Linked DNA regions of Rattus norvegicus: all the other regions are linked to region 2. The links are chromatin contacts, called in public Hi-C maps. All regions are on one chromosome and are shown on one strand. Each heading gives the region's core, a stretch centred on a gene start, on an enhancer-like site or on the middle of the called end of the contact. The rest is flanking DNA. Distances are from core to core; before and after follow the strand shown.

Region 1 (3,400 bases), core at 882-3,381, 670 kb after region 2:
AGAAAGTAGTCCAGGTTGCCTCTCATTGGTGTCATTACCAAAAAAAAAAAAAAAAAAAAAAAACCGCGATAGCCAATCCATATTGTCTTCTGTGATGCAGATATTTTGGGCAGTTGTATACCAAGAGTGACACAGAACCGATCATTGATTATATTAGAACTTGAGGCCACATCTCCATAGTTGTAACTCCCTGCTTTCTTTCTGTTAGAACCAAGTTTTCCTTATGGTACGTCACTACAAAAGGTGAGACCACCAAGTCAGCATAAGCAATGCATTATATACTGTAGGGGAAGAGGAAAATAGTTTTATAAGTAATCTTGATGGTTTCACCAATCCAGAGATAAAGGCTACTTTCTAGCCGGGCAGTGGTAGCACATGCCTTTAATTCAGTACTCAGGAGGCAGAGGTAAGCAGATAACCGAGTTCAAGGCCACACTGGTCTACAGAGCAAGTTCCAGGACAGACAGAACACAGGAAAAAACAAAACCAAAGCAAAGCAAAACAGTAACAAAAGCCCCAACTACCTTCTGTAGCCAAGTTGTCCTTGCTTTAGGACTTGAATATTTATCAGTGAATGAGACTTTGAGATCAATTCAGTGACATACACTTAAACCCCTTGATTCTGTCTCCAGCATGCATTATCTTCCTCTAACATAGAAATACTGGGGAACACTGATTTGGGTCCAAGCATCTATGACTGTACCCTGAAGAGCTACAAAGTCGTCTGTGAAATGCTGTTATGATGTGCGTGAACATTGGTGTGCCGCAGTGCTTTTATTTAGAAGAAAGGCTACACATTTTCACAGACCATATGCCCCACCCACCCAATGGGCGTCTTTGCTGTTTTTGGCGAGGTAGTTTAATGTTCAGTCTCCGTGTGGTTTTTATTTCTAGCTGAATATGGTAGGAACAGTCCTGGGCTCATATAGGAAAGTCGACGAGGATGTTTTTGAGATTAATGAGAAAGTTTATCGGTTCTAAAATCCGGAAGGAAATTACCAATTTTATTTTCATTTAAAGGATATATTAAATCTTTTGAGAAGGAAACATGGAGTGGTGCTTCATACCAGAGCCTCTGTGATATTGTCCCATGAAAGACCGCTGGGCTACCTGCCCCTGAGAGGGAGAACACATGAAAAGAGGCTGGGTTCTGCCACGTATCCCAGCCTGCGCACTGGGCTAAACTCACTGACCTCCCCGGTTCAGAAACTTGAACTTGAGGGTCTCCTTTCCCTGTCTTCTGAATTCACGAGCAAGTCGCTGGCTCTCCACAGCAGACACCTGGGACTGCTTTTCTCAGAAGTTTAATTGAGCATTTAAGGCTCCTTCAGAGAAGCCATTTGTCTTAAATCTCTGCTGGCCTCTGGAAAGCCCTGCTCCCCTCAGTCATCCATACTAATTTGTAGGCATACAGCAAAGTAAATTAAAAGACATGGCTGTCTTTGCTAATCCTGGGCATCAACTGTTTCGTGAATCTTGATAAAAATCTTGAGTCTGCTGTTTCATTCCGTGGTTGTTTTGAAAAACCTCCAGCCAAGATGCGTTCCCTTTCTCTGGAAGGCGGGCGACTCCAGGCCCTTCCCCATCCTCGATTTCTGTTGTTCTCACATAGGTTTGCACGAAACATCTGCTGGCTGAGCCTCTCTTCATAGCCTGCCTGGGTGTCTGCTCTCCCCAAAGGCTGCCTTGTTCAGCCTGACACTCCCTCTGCATTTATGCCTTCTTTGTTTAGGATTCTGCACACAAGATTTTTATTTGGTACGGAGGTGGGTTTACCCTGAAAATTCCTCGCCTCCCTCAAAGGATTGTCCCCTTCATAGTAGATCCGGCATCTTATACATTTTTCATAGGTTGTGTGCGGTGAAGGTCACACGAGGGCATGCTATGAATATTGGTGAGCCTCGTTCTTGATTTGATCTCTTCCCTCGTGCTGCTCTCGTCTTTCCTGTGATCGGCTGGCCTTCCGCAGCAGGGCTTCGGTTGTGTCTGACCTTCAGGTCCTGCAGTTGCATTCCTTGCCAGGCGTTCTCCTCCTGGAAACTCTGGCTTCTCGTCTAGCTGTGTACGGCACAGTTAGTTCCCTGCGCTGTGTGCTCGCCACCCTTTGCAGCCGTACAGCACAAGCAGATGGGGCGGTTATCTGAGTTCAGACAACTGAAACGGAAACTTGACTGTCTTTATATGCACTTAATATTGTCATGTCCTAGGCCAGTTTCCTGAAACCATGCATGAACCGTAAAAACCGTCAGCATGAAACATACGAAGTCTTAGGAGATCTGAACTCGGTTGCCTTCTTTAAATTTTTCTTATCTTGTATCTCATTTGCGAATCCTCAATATTTCTTTTATTAAATAGAGAAAATATTACCAATTGAATTATTCACGGTAGTGGGGGATTCAGAAGAGCCTGGGTAACTCACTCCTGCGTTTCCTTAGGCCTTGTTCATTAACAAACCTTTCTGTTAAATGGGTATCACTTGTACGTTCCTTTCTTCCCTCTGTCCAGCTACACGGTTCTGTGAATTAAAGCAAATTTGAGGAAATACCTTTTCCTGAAGAGTCCATGACAAAATAAAGTCAGAGAAAGGGTAGCTGGAGAACTCCATCCTCAGAGTTAATCCGTGCCTGTCGAGGTAGGGGTGGGGTTATGGTTGTGCAGAGGCGTGAGCGTATGGCTGTAGATGGCGCACACAGGACATGCAGGGTGAAGATACATTTGTATTTGTATATTAGGGCTTTTTTTAATTTTCCCCTCACAATTCCAAAATAACAAGAGGGGGTTGACAGATAGTCCCCATATTTTACGTACCATGAAATAGATTCATGAATGATTCCTTTCAGACTTTAAAGCCAGTTGTGCTTCCCCTCACCGACATATTTTATTGGGTATCTGATCCCAAGATAGACCACGTGACCTCTCTCTCTGACTGTTATCAGCATCCGTCCCAGAGACATTAGCAGCGACAGTCCGCCCTCTCTCCATCTAAAGCACGCAACTCAAAGTGGAATTGCTTTGAACCTGTCTGCGCTCGGTGACCCAAGCTTCTGTAATTGTCAACATGCGTGGCCTTTCAACTCCAAAGCAAACTTCCTGTCTTTGCTGCTTGCAAGCTGTGTAACCCTGGGTAGACTCACTCTGCTCCTGAGTTTCACGTGTGCAAAATTGAATCAAAAACCACCTATTCAAAGGTTGCTGTGAGGATTAAATTATAAGACAATCACTGTGCAGAAAAGTAAGAGTTTATTAATATGACACATGCCTTTGACCCCCACCCCCAGGAATTAACGAAGTCAGCAGCTTCTAATATTTTTCCTTAGTTTATCGTCATTCGACACTGTCTGTCCACCTTGCTGTCTGTTACCACTTACGCAGTCATATCATCTCGAATCTGAACATAAGC
Region 2 (3,392 bases), core at 849-3,348:
TGCTTCATGAGGGATTCAGTCTGAATTTCACAGTGGCCGCTGATGTCCAACTCATTCACGTGCCATTTGTATTTCCCATTTGGGTCAGCACCTGCTCTCGGTCTTTGCCCACTTTAAAGTGGAAATGTTTTATTTAAAAATTTACATTCATTTATTGATTACGGTTTTGTGAGTGGGTGGGTGGGTGGGTGAACATACCACAGTGCATGAGGACCTCTAAGAACAATTTGCAGGAATCAGTTCTCTTTTTGCATCCTGAGGATTGACATCTGGTTGTCTGTCAGTCAGGTTGGTGACAGGTACCACTACCCACACACTGCCTCACCGGTAGAGGCTGCTTTCATACTGTTGGGGTTTGAGAATCCTTCGTGTTTTCTGGATATGAGCCAGATATGTAATTTATAGATGTCTCCCCACCAAGATTTCCTCCTATTCTGGTCCCAATGCCTTTCCTAAAGTAACATTTTTAACCCCCCTGCAGTCTCGGGATTGATCTTGACTGCCTTGCACATGCTGGTTGGTGTTCACTCTCAGCTTCTTGATCATCTCAGCCCCAAAATATATAATATAGATAATGTATGGGCTGTGGCTGTGTCTTGAGGTCCTTCTCAGGTTAGCTCTCTAGCAGATGAAACAAACAAACAAAGAAGAACGAAAAATGATTTACTTTTAAAAACCCACACAAGAGAGATGGAGAGATGGCTCAGCAGGGTGTGCTGTCCTTGCAAGAGGACCTGAGTTTGGTTCATTGCACCCACTATGGCGGCTCGTGACTGCCTATAACTCCACCTCGAGTACTCTCTTCTGTCCCCCTTGCACACTGCACTCACGTGCAGTACCCTCCCACAGAAACGTACTTTTTAAAAGTCTTTAAAAAAAGATCGGTACAATGTGTGGTATGTTTAGTACGTATTTTTATCCACAAGTAGTTCTGAGCCAGGAGCCTTAGGAAGGCAGACCCCGCCTCTGATCGGCTAGCTTTGCATTGCCTAGCCTATTATGGGATGCTAGAGTGTCATCCCCAGAAGGCTCTTAGAGGCCAGGTGGTAAACAGGGGGCCTGTGGGTCAGCAGCGTCAGCCCTACCTAGGAGCGGGTAAGAATTTCAAAGCCTGGACCCTACCCCAGGTTAGAATTTGCATCTTAATGAGATCCCCAGGTGCACATTAAAGTTTCTGAAACACAACTGTTCAGCTCATCTGGTTTTTCCTCAGATTTTCAAACAAAAGAAACCGCAGTCCAGAGAGAGAGAGAGAGAGAGAGAGAGAGAGAGAGAGAGAGAGAGAGAGAGAGAGAGAGAGAGAGAGAGAGAGAGAGAGAGAGAGATCGAGGACAAGAGCCAGGGAGAGAATCTGACCCTCTTACTTTATGGCATGTGTGTAGGACCACCAACCACCCGCCTCCACCATCCGGATGACAGCGACAGCCTAGACTACCCTCCTCTCATTCTCGCCTCTGAGAGAGCAACCACATTCTTCATCAGGAAGAGAATAGTCTTTTTTGAGTCTTCCTCCAGAAACCCCTCCCTCCCTACGTACTCCCAGTATCCTCTAAGGATACTCAGCTTTCAAAATGCAGACCTCCAAATTTTCGTAATAAAATGAACTAAAAACTCTTTGGGGAGGAAAGTGATTTTCCCGTTGCATTTGTTTACTCTCGGCGAGCTCCTGAGACGGCTAACACACTAGTTGTTAATCACACCATCTGTTCAAACGGCACCGTGGAACCATTACGCTCATCCTTTCTTCTTTTTATGGAAGAAAAAAATTTTTTCAGAACAATATGTTTGCGTCTGTGATGCTCCATCACCTGGCAGAGCTGTGTAAGCTATTTAAGCTTTCCGGTTGAAAATAACTTTCAATTGGCAAATACGTATTTTTTTAATGTTCATATATCACATACACAGACCAAAAAAAATATGTGTTTTCTGACTTTCTAAACACGGGAAACGCTAAAAGATAAAAAAAAAAATCTGTTAAAGACTATGCTGTCAAAGTTTTAAGCATCTGATTATATTTAAATGAAGCGTTCAGGGACGATGATTTATCTGACCCGGAAAATATTTTCCGCCTTGGCCCTGAAGATGGCAGTGCTGTGCAGTTTAGAACTGCTCTTCGCTCCCCGCCCCCGCCTCACCCCCCCCAAAGGAATTTCTGGAATGGCAGAAAGTGGGGGAGGATCTTCCAGATTTGAACCTTCTAACACTTAGCGCAAACCTCTTCTGAACCCAGGGACAATCTGGTTTGTCTTTCAGTCTCTTTGTTTTTGTTTAAGACTGTACCCCATTCGTTTCCTGTTTCCAGTCGGAATAGAAATGGGACCAGTTGAACGATTATTCCCGTATCGCGGGAAGCCAAGGAAGGGACTAGAGTTTACAGAGAAGCTGGTTTGCACAAGCCTGCTTCTTGTTGTTGTTTTTAATTCGAACAAAGGCTCTACCCAAGATAAACTGAATACTAGAGATTTTGAGAGCCCACTGGGACCACATCTCTGGCAGCCCCCTCCCTCTCCTAACTCAGGACGCCTGGTGTCGCATTCTTTACATTTCATTAGCAGGGGCTGGAAGAGTTGGTTTGGAAAGTATACAGGCCTCGGGCCATATAAACCAAAGGCAGGCTCTTGTCCCTGTCATTGTGAGGTGTCGGCTTAGAGAGGTAAGAGGCATGTATATGTCTAACTTTGGGGACTCTTAAAATAAGGTTATTTAACTAGCCAGAAAAGGTTTATTGAAAACAAGTATATGAGGTCTCTGATATGACATTCTGTCACAAATAAATCAGTAGTGGTTATGTACTGAGAGCCAACTTCCCCCACCCCCACCATGGCAAATGGTTCAGCAGTATCTAATTTAATCTTCCCCACCGCTGCCCAAGGCAGACACAACACCATTTACTGGTGTTTTTTGCCTTTATAGGAGGAAACTAAGGAACAATGCTCGCAAGAAGTGTCTGACAGAGTCATGAGACTTTAAAGCTTTTTATTTTATTTTATTTTATTTTATTTTTTAGATTAAGCTTTGAACTCCTGAAACATTCGTCACCTTGTATTTTGGTTCAGTGGATAAATAACAAAATATTAAGCCTTTATCAATGGAGCATATGTTGGTATTCTATTTAAGCTCCACCCCCACAGCTACCTGGCAGCAGCCAGGTATGCTCCACCCCACAGTTGCCTGGCAACAGCCAGTTGTGCCTGATGCTATAAAAGGGGCTGCTTGCTCCCTCTCCTCCTCTTACCCCCTCTTACTCTCTCTTACCCTCTCCCACCCCTCTTGCTCTTTGTTCTTCTCTGTTCTTGCCCCCATTACCCCCTCCACGTGCACATGGCCCGCCGCCTTTCCGCTCTTCTACTCTTCTCTCATTAAACCTCTCCACGTGGAACCATGGTGGCTGG
Region 3 (3,301 bases), core at 797-3,296, 600 kb after region 2:
CAGGATGCAGGGCAGAGAGCTATGAGATCATGCTTACTAAAATAGATGAGAGCAGAGTCTGGGCTTAGAAGGTCCCACAATTGAAGTAGAGATGTCAAATAGAGTAGTGGCAATGACCTGGACTAGCTATTAACATACTGCTTGAGAGTGAAGGGTTTCAAGCAAAGGTCCCAGGTTTTAGTCTTGGTTAGGAGGTTGAAAAACTGCTGTACCTTGCTTGCTTATCACTGGGCTAAGTGATAAGGACAGCCCAGCTGGTCTGTTACAGAGATTTTCTGCATTTTTTAGATGTTATAATAAGGAGGGGTAGGATTGCTAAATTCTGTGGCTGACATTCTGTCCAGACACCAGGAATGCCAAGCGTCTAGTAGAGTTAGTTCACAGCAGTTCCTTGAAGGGAAGTATCCAGCCTTTAATGGGTCCTTGTACTTCCGGGTGAGAACCGCAGTGGGCTATACACATTTCAGTGCTTCCTGGAGGGCTGCCTTCCAGTTGGCATGAAGGCTGCCTCACACGAGTGCCTAGATTTATTTCCATGGTCACGTGTCATTTCTCCATAGTGGAAAACATAATTCTGCAAATGCTTTTACTTAAAGGTTTTGCACTCAGTATTTTGGTGTGGTGTGGTGTGGTGGTGTGTGTGCGTGCATGCGTGTGTACGTACATACAGAGATGTAGATCAGAGATCTCCTTCCACCATGTGGGTCCCAGGGATCAAACTTGGGTAATCAGGTTTGGCAGCAAGCATCCTCCTTTCCTACTGGGCCATCTCAAAAGCCTCCAATGTTTTTGGTTGTTGTTGTTCGTTTGTCTTGGTCATCAATGTCTCTGAAGACCAGGCTGGCTGGAATCAGAAAGGTCACAGAAGCTGGGTGTGGTGGTGCATGCATGCCCTTAATCCCAGAGGAAGACGGATCTCCGGTCTCTTTTGAGGCCAGCCTGGTCTACAGAGAGGGTTCTAGGACAGCCAGGGCTACACGGAGAAACCCTTTCTTAAAAGACAAAAGCAATAAACAAAGTGCCACAGGTTAAAGCATCTCCCAGTTCAACAGGAATATGACAGAAGTTCAGGTTACAAGGTGAAGGGGCTAGCCGGTTCCTCACCACAAGGAAAAGATTCCAAGGAAGGGCAGTGAGTTTGCCCTGACCATTTTAACTTAGCCCCACCAAGTACTTGTTATTGTCCCCACTTGTGATCACAGTTTGTTCACAGGTCAGTCACAGTTTAGAACTGGAACCCGGGGCGAGAAGTATTGGGAGTAAGGGAACATATTCCAGGAGCGGGGTGTCAAAAAAAAGGGGGGGAGCACAAGTTGTAACCATCCAGGAAGGAGCAGTCTGGGCCTTTCACACAGTAGGTGACAGAAATACCAAGACTCTGAAAGAATGCTGGAGCCTCAGAAACCCTTTCAAGGAGAGCTTGCTGGCTCCAGTAAAGGATGCCCAGAGGTCATGTAAGACAAAGGCTGGTGAAGGACAGCTGAGATTGTCTGTTGAGAGGTCCTGGTGTGTGTCTGTGGATCTGAAGTCTCCACAGAACACTCTGTGTGCAGTGGGGCAGGAGGGGAGAGCAGGAGGAAGCACATTCCAGAAGGTTTAAAGAGGAGATGAGTGAGGAGGGAGTGTCTTTCAGAAAGCCGGGCACCAAAAGGAAAAGGAAGAGTCCCTCCCTTTGAAGACTGACAGACAGCCCTGATTGTTTTAATCTGTGTTGAAGGTCCTTTCGAGAGCCGGTGGAGGAGGCTTTGCTCTTAAGGCTTTGCCACAGAGGCAAGCTTTAGCCCTGCAGGAGCTGGGTATGAGAATGTCAGAGCCAGCTAGGGTTAGTTGTGATACACAGAGATGCTGACAGGGAAGGAGGTCACTGGGGTATTAGGTGTTCAGTTCCTTGAGACAAGACAGGAGAACGTCAGAGAGGGAACTGCTGTCTCAAGGAGTTCTGACAGGAGGCTTTAGAGTTCTTGGGAAGCTGGTGAGCACAGAAGCAGAAATGGAGAAAGGATGAGTAAGTGGGGGAAGGGCGGGATCAGGGAGGGCCGGGCCGCCTGAGTCAGCCAGACACTGATCTTCAGCAGACAGTGGGCTGGGTTCTGGGGAATGGGTTGGTGTGGTGTTTGTCATGGGTAAAGTGAAAACTATGAAACTTGAGCATTGTTAGGAGTGCTTGTGGAGGCAGGGACCTCAAGGGAGGCCAGCTATGTTGAGAGTAAGGAGCCTGGCAGTTCTCCTCAGAGGCAAAGAAAACTCTGAGGAGTGAAAAAAGAAAAAAGAAGAAAAACTTTGTCACTTCAGGAACAGTGTTTTAGAAAATAAAACATACTTTGACTATATTCTTTCCCCTCCCCCAACTCCTCCTAGATCCTCCCCACCCACCTTCATATTCTTTCTCTTGCTTAGAAAAAGAGAAACCACACAACCAAAAACCAGCAAAAAAAAAAAAAAAAAAAAAAAAAACCAACAAAAACAAAAAGCCAAAACCCAAAACAAAATTAGAAAACAAAACAACAGACTAAAATTTAAAACAAAAAGGAGAAAATAAAACAAAAATACTAAAACAGGACAAAAAAAAAACCCACACAGTAATAAAAAAACAAACAAAAGCCAGAGGAGCCCCTTTTGTGTTGCCTAACTACTTTTAGGCATGGGGCCTGCCCTGCACTGTGGGTGACATGCAGGGTCAAAATTGTGAAAGTGTAGCAAGTGTAACACCCCTAAATCTCCAGCTTGGGAATGTGGGTACAAGCCGTGATCCTGCCTCGTGGCCTTGCTTAGTATATTAAGTCAAAGAATAGCACTGCCTTCCTCGTACAGGCAGAGGACATGGGTGGTCACTACTCTTAAGTCAAAGTGCTCCAGTTCTCACATAATTAGGCCTCCCTGTTTGTTCTGTTATACTATTTTCAGAGCGAATGTTAATTTTTTCCCCCTTTCTTTAAGTAAAACAGGGTCTGCCTTTTGTAGTCCGGGCTGGCCTTGAGATCATATTTTTCTCTCCCAGCCCCCCCAGTTCAGGAATTATAGGCCTGTACCATCACACCCTACATCCAATCTTGTTTCATAGAGATTGCAGCCAACCGTGAACCACAAACTGATTATTATGGGTTGGTTTTTTTTTTTTCCCACCTGACCTCCAAGCTTATACTTCAGTTTAAGAAATTTCACTCACACTGTTTGAAAGCGTCCCTAGTTGCTTTGAAAGACAAGGTGTGGAAATAGTTGTGGCTTTCAACTAACTCATTAGGTGTATTGTTGTGAGGACATTTCTGACAATTCTTAGGTCTTAACTTTTCTCAACACAAAA

The links. Hi-C and Micro-C count contacts between places; a contact is called where the count stands out from the background.
Region 1: a Hi-C map of frontal cortex shows a contact between it and region 2, with 5 times the contacts expected there. The contact joins two enhancer-like sites. A contact is called at or near these places in 8 of 12 Hi-C or Micro-C datasets (the A7r5 cell line, Schwann cells, frontal cortex and 5 more).
Region 3: a Hi-C map of the A7r5 cell line shows a contact between it and region 2, with 4 times the contacts expected there. The contact joins two enhancer-like sites. A contact is called at or near these places in 4 of 12 Hi-C or Micro-C datasets (the A7r5 cell line, the Rat2 cell line, Schwann cells and 1 more).

What each region holds. Positions count from the first base shown.
Region 1 is chr3:65,655,807-65,659,206 of GRCr8, reverse strand. All of the region lies in intron 2 of Rbms1 (RNA binding motif, single stranded interacting protein 1), which reads left to right. Among named protein-coding and RNA genes, the nearest start is that of Itgb6, 130 kb to the right of the region's middle. Within about 2 kb of position 2,131, at least 4 of the 93 cell types and tissues checked have an H3K27ac peak or open chromatin away from gene starts, as enhancers often do.
Region 2 is chr3:66,327,512-66,330,903 of GRCr8, reverse strand. No RefSeq gene overlaps it. Among named protein-coding and RNA genes, the nearest start is that of Tank, 190 kb to the left of the region's middle. Within about 2 kb of position 2,098, at least 21 of the 93 cell types and tissues checked have an H3K27ac peak or open chromatin away from gene starts, as enhancers often do. A contact at or near this core is called in the A7r5 cell line and Schwann cells, where this site is marked.
Region 3 is chr3:65,726,951-65,730,251 of GRCr8, reverse strand. The region is part of intron 1 of Rbms1 (RNA binding motif, single stranded interacting protein 1); the gene reads left to right. Among named protein-coding and RNA genes, the nearest start is that of Rbms1, 100 kb to the left of the region's middle. Within about 2 kb of position 2,046, at least 15 of the 93 cell types and tissues checked have an H3K27ac peak or open chromatin away from gene starts, as enhancers often do. A contact at or near this core is called in the A7r5 cell line and Schwann cells, where this site is marked.